Linked DNA regions of Mus musculus: region 2 is linked to region 1. A link is a contact called in public Hi-C data. All regions are on one chromosome and are shown on one strand. Each heading gives the region's core, a stretch centred on a gene start, on an enhancer-like site or on the middle of the called end of the contact. The rest is flanking DNA. Distances are from core to core; before and after follow the strand shown.

Evidence for each region. Hi-C and Micro-C count contacts between places; a contact is called where the count stands out from the background.
Region 2: a Hi-C map of Th1 cells shows a contact between it and region 1, with 2.0 times the contacts expected there. The contact joins two enhancer-like sites. A contact is called at or near these places in 7 of 484 Hi-C or Micro-C datasets (CD4 single positive thymocytes, CD8 T cells, Th1 cells and 4 more) and 1 of 115 datasets of contacts at active chromatin or transcription factors (CD8 T cells).

What each region holds. Positions count from the first base shown.
Region 1 is chr8:115,135,632-115,138,311 of GRCm38.p6, reverse strand. All of the region lies in intron 8 of Wwox (WW domain-containing oxidoreductase), which reads right to left. Among named protein-coding and RNA genes, the nearest start is that of Gm39257, 180 kb to the right of the region's middle. Within about 2 kb of position 1,316, at least 5 of the 459 cell types and tissues checked have an H3K27ac peak or open chromatin away from gene starts, as enhancers often do. A contact at or near this core is called in Th1 cells, where this site is marked.
Region 2 is chr8:115,226,046-115,228,725 of GRCm38.p6, reverse strand. All of the region lies in intron 8 of Wwox (WW domain-containing oxidoreductase), which reads right to left. Among named protein-coding and RNA genes, the nearest start is that of Gm39257, 270 kb to the right of the region's middle. Within about 2 kb of position 1,300, at least 36 of the 459 cell types and tissues checked have an H3K27ac peak or open chromatin away from gene starts, as enhancers often do. A contact at or near this core is called in Th1 cells, where this site is marked.

The sequences.
Region 1 (2,680 bases), core at 67-2,566:
TCTTTTGGGATTTTTGTTTGTTTGTTTGTTTTTGTTTTTTAAATGCAAAGAGTCTCCCCCATGCTTAGAGAGGATCTGTGCCTACTTTTCACAGTGTCCTATAAGAAGAGGGCTGAAAGCTTCTCTAAGAAAGGAACACAGCAAGGCTTTAGTGAGAGCAATCTGGAGGACCAGAGCAAGGGCCAGGCTTCCTTAAGCCAGTCTCTGCCCACATTCGTTCTGCCTTTGGCTTTGCTTGGGAGCTGGATCAGAAAGAAGGGAGCCACAAGAAGTTCTGAGGTCATAACTAACCAGGCGAATCAATGTCTTCTGTTGGAACCTGGGGTCTTCGGGAGACACTGCAAGGAAGTCTCCTTCTCCAAGGGAGGTCACAGAGATTTCTGAGCCTTCCGGACAAGTACCATCCCCTCACTCCCGACAAACACACGCCACACACACCCCTGCTGCCATTTCCCCCAGATCTCTAGTTCTTACACACACACACACACATATAGTTGGAAGCGGCGTGTTCAAACAAATACTAGACACAAAGGGAACAGAGTCAACACTTTAGGGACCAAAGTAGACAGATCAGCTTCCCAGAGCCGCATGGAGAAGCAGCACGGATAGTGGCCTTGTTGACTTGAGACTTAGGTGACTCTTGACTGTCCCTAGTCAGATGACATTTCTCTAGTGAGCTGACATGCTAGACGCAAAGCAATAAGGCAAACAGAAAAGGACGGCAGCTGTCAGCCAAGCGCTTAGGTGTTGGTTGTACAGAGGTCCTAGGCAGGGGTGGAGGTGACCGTACATCTTAGATGGCTCAGCCAGCTTGCTGCCCTTTAGTTCCACTGGAACCAAGCATGGAGGGGACCCAACAAGACTGGTCCCAAGAGGAGGGAAAAAAAAAAACCAAACAAACATTTTAAATAGAATTTCTAATAGAGAGATCTAATGTAGGCAAGACCAAATGTTACCTGTTCATTATTATTGTTTTGTTGTTTGTTGTTATTGTTATTATTATTATTATTTGGTTTTGGTATGACATTAATCCAGAAACTCATCTTCTCTTCTCCAGTACAGATGTTAAAGCTTAGAAATGAGCAGCCAGGCTTCTTCCAGGCTGAGGTTCCATAAAGGAGACCCAGATGGAGCTACAAATGGCCAAGTTGCAACTTCCTGTTCCACATCGTGCCTCTCCTGCCCTGCCTGCTGGGTTTCTTCAGAAATTACTTGCTCAAGTCGTCCTTTCGGGTTTCACCACCGTATGCCGGGTGGCTCCCTTAGTCACAGACCCCCACACAAGCCACACACACTCCGGATCTGAGATCCTTACCACACAGGCCCCGAGTGTCGGGAGTGGGTGAGGTCCTGGGGTACCAAGAGCAAAACGTTGCCGCTTTGGTTCTCATTTCAAAACTGCTTGAGAATGAAGATCAGAAAGAGGTAGGTGTGTTTCACAGATGCTGCTGAGATGAAAGGGCGCGCGGAGTCTTGCAAGGACAAAAGCCCATGCTCGCTCATCCGTTCAGTTGTTTGCTCATGGGTCTGTTCCCTCACCTGAGAAATAACATCTGAGTGTCTACACTATGCCAAGAATTCTGTGGGGCTTGCAAGGGTGAATAATGAAGAGAATGTTGAAGTCCACACAGGTAGAAGCATAAAGAGTTTTCAGTGTTCCAGGACCAGAGGAGGGGCACTAGCCAAATGCACCAGGGGGATGTTGGGGCATCTTCACAAAGAGGCTTCACAAAATTTTCAAGCACTGTGGGATAATGGGCAGGAGGGTACCAGTCATTGGGGATGGGGTTGGGGTACTCGGGCAGAGGGTCAGAGCACGGGGAGACATATGGCAGCTGGCAAAGATAGAAGGGAAGATTATGCCCTTAGACTAAGGGTCCTTCTGGGCTTGAAGGACCATGAGTCTTGGCTATTCTCCCCCCAACCCCTGACTGCCAGATAGCTCTATGGTAGAAGCCTGGCACTCTTGCTTACAAGCTCAGTTGGCTCCATGCTGCCTGCTGACAATGCCCTTGTCTGGGCTAGGCCATCCACATGTAGAACTACCAACACTGGGCTTCGAGAAGTGTGAACAAATGACTCTATTCTTTGGGGTCTGACCGTGTGCTAGCTGCACAATGTATTATGGACCCACAGAACACTGTGCCCTTCTCCTTGGCCTGGACCACTGTCGTCTTACCAGAGACCCTAAGCCCCGGCAATATTTCAAGTTTGCTCTAAATAAAAACCAAAGGAAACGCTGTTAACAATCTCCTGTTAACAAATCACACCTTTATTTATACACGCATAGAGAAGGGCTGGTTATCTCGGCTGATGATTTTATACCCACTATGGGGTCCCTACATCAACCTCAATCTAGCTTTGGAAAAGGAGGCTACACCTCCTAGTGGAGCCAGCTTCCGAGGAACCCTGGCCTCTCCTAAGACTCTGCAGAAGCCAGTGTCTGTGAGAAATGGAAGAGAGACAAACGCTTGCTGTTCAATTAAGTAAGATGTTTATTGGTGTGATGTGTGACACGCGGAGCCCTCCTAGGTTATTATCTGGAAGATGGTTCATTTATCTGCAGTGTGCCCTGCTACAACATCATCTAAAACACTGCTTCTTCAACATAAACCCCAAAGAACTGCCTTTTCCTTCCTTTCCTTTATAAAGTATTAACGAGATTGGGCTTCCCTGGACT
Region 2 (2,680 bases), core at 51-2,550, 90 kb before region 1:
TTCCCTCGGTGCTGTGCAGTTGTCTCTGTTTGGCTTGGAACTTAATTGCCTCATCATGCATTAGAGTTTGTAACACATTTGGAAGGAGGTTGGAGTCATAATCACACATAAGCAGACGAATAAAACAATGCAGTGTAAAGTTTTATGGCAAGAGAGGCTGGGTCCTATTGCAGGAGCAAATGCCTCTGAAATCTCAGCAACTGGCAACAAAGGCTCATTTCCCCCACAGTCAGTAGGAAGGCTGGCAGGGAAACTCAGGTGACCATGGTCAACACAGGGACTCGGAAGGGAAAGGGCAAGACTCACGTGGACAGCACATTTCTGGATTCTGGGGCCACAAAAGGAGGGTGAGGTAGGGCTCACAGTGACTCTCAAATTCTTTCCTCCTGGACATGAAATATGTGACTGTTGGTCGGATTCTATTGGGTGAACCAAATCACACAATTCCCCGTTATTAAGCGGAGTTAGGAGGTATCTCTACCCTGTGTTCTGAAATAGGAACGCTGTAGTGTTTGATGGTAGCCAGAGTGACCAGGAAGATTCGATTATGGAGGCCCTAATATGTTGGAGCTCTTCCTTCACTTTATATCGTCTAAGCTTATAACCGAGGTGAGAAGAGCCAAATGGCGAAGGCCAGAATTCCAACGCCCTGTCTTAACTAAAAGTGACAGGGGAGGTCACTCGCAGCTCTCCCATACAGAGTTCAGAATTAGACAAGCTTCATCTTGTCCCCCTGAACTCCTTAAAGGAGACCCTCCCTGAACTCGGTGTGCACCTCTGCTATCATTTATGTGTACGGTGGGCAACACTTAGCGACATCCTAAAGACCAAGCTGCCCGTCTGAAATGGCCTATGCAGGGGGGGCTAAATGTGTTAAGATCCAAAGCCCTGGCTGGCTGGTCATAGTTCATGCAGGAGGTATCTGCTCTATACCTACGAATCCTATGAAGATTGGCCAGGGGCCAGGCACACTGCTTCTTTGGTCTATTTTCAACCCTTCCACAGGTCTAGAAAATGCCCCCAAGAAGTCTCCATTGCTAAGCACCTGCTTGCCCCAGTCCTGTGCCAGGGTCTCACCCTTCCCCGTTTAGCTCTCAGATCAAATCCATGCACTTGGTATTGTCTCTACGCTACAGCGGGGATGCTACCCCTTGTCAGCAGCAGACACGGGGCTGAAGCAAACTGACTTTCATGTTGCTTTCAATTGTGCTCAATTTTTTTCCCTTTTTCAGATGCCTGTCAGGGAAGCAGATGTGTCATAAGCTCCCCGGTGTTTAACCCACCAGCCAACACTGAGTTAAGAGGTTCTGAGGCCTGAGGCTACAGTTGACAATGCTAGCATTCCACCTGGCCCCGGCGGCTTCATTTCAACAGACCGATTGTGACATAAACCACACCGTTGTGCTTATGGAATTTCTCACGAGTGGTCTCCCGGCGCTCGGTTTTGAATCTTGTATCGACTCTCCCTTTGCTGTTCAGCCAACATCTTGAGTCTTTTTTTTTTTTTTTTTTTTGCTAATGTTTCATTCTGAGTGAAGTTGCCAGTCAGAGTGAAACTGAGGTAGGGAAAGGGGTCTTAACCCGCAGGAGTGGGAGGAAGCAATCTGCTTTGTCACTCATGTAGAGCAAAGTGTCAGCCTTAGACCAGAGGCAGATAGATGACATGAGAACCTACTGGGCAAGGCAGCTCTGTGTCTTATATGGCCTGCATTGGCGGGGCGGGAGGGGAGGCGGGCTTAGCTTCCTGGTAATTGTTATCTGCCTGTCCGTCTAAACTGCCTGCCTTCCTTCCTTCCTTTGTTCTTTCTTTCCTCATTCTCATTCTCTCCTCCATTTCTTGTGTTCCTCTTTTTCTTTCTCGTTTTAAGCAAGGGCCTTAAGTAACCTAAGCCGGCCTTATACGTCCTGTGAAACCAAAGATGCCCTTGAACTCCCGATCTTTCTGCTTCCACCTCCCAAGTGCTAGGATTAAGGGGCAAGCATAGTCTTGCCTAGCTCATGCAGTGCTCGAGATGAGCCCAGGGCATGTCAGGCAAGTACTCTACCAACTAAGACATTCCCAGCTCCTTGGGTTTCTGAGCTATCTATCCATTAATATGCCCCCCCCCCATTTACATGGACTGCAGTGTGAGAAGCCTGGCCCATTGAAGAAACCAAGGGACAGGGTGATTACAATTTTTGTCTAGCTTCATATCGCTGACGGGAAAGTTGGGAATGATTCCAGAATATAAGATCCACCTCCCTAGGCCACACCACTGTAGAAATGACCACAAGAAGCAGCTTTTCAATAATCACCTTAGAGAGAGCAGGAAGTTTCTGCCCAGTACTCCTCTGGGTCTTCTTCCTCCCAGAGCACTTGGGAACCACGGCCCCTGGAATGTGTACCAAGAGCTCCTGCGATAAAGTTGTTGCAAATCTAGAAGGCTGAAAAAATGTGAGTGGTGTGTGTGTGTGTGTGTGTGTGTGTGTGTGTGTGTGTGTGTGTGTGGTGTATGTCTGTGGGTGTGTCTATGTATGTCAGTGTCTATGTGTCTGTGCCTGTGTCCTTGTATACCTACATATGATAGTATTCACGCCTCTGTGTGAGTTTCTGTGTTTGTGCGTCTGTCTGTGGTGTATGTCTGAGTGTTTCTGTATATGTCTGTGTCCATGTGTTTGTTCTGTGTGTTTGTAGGTGTGT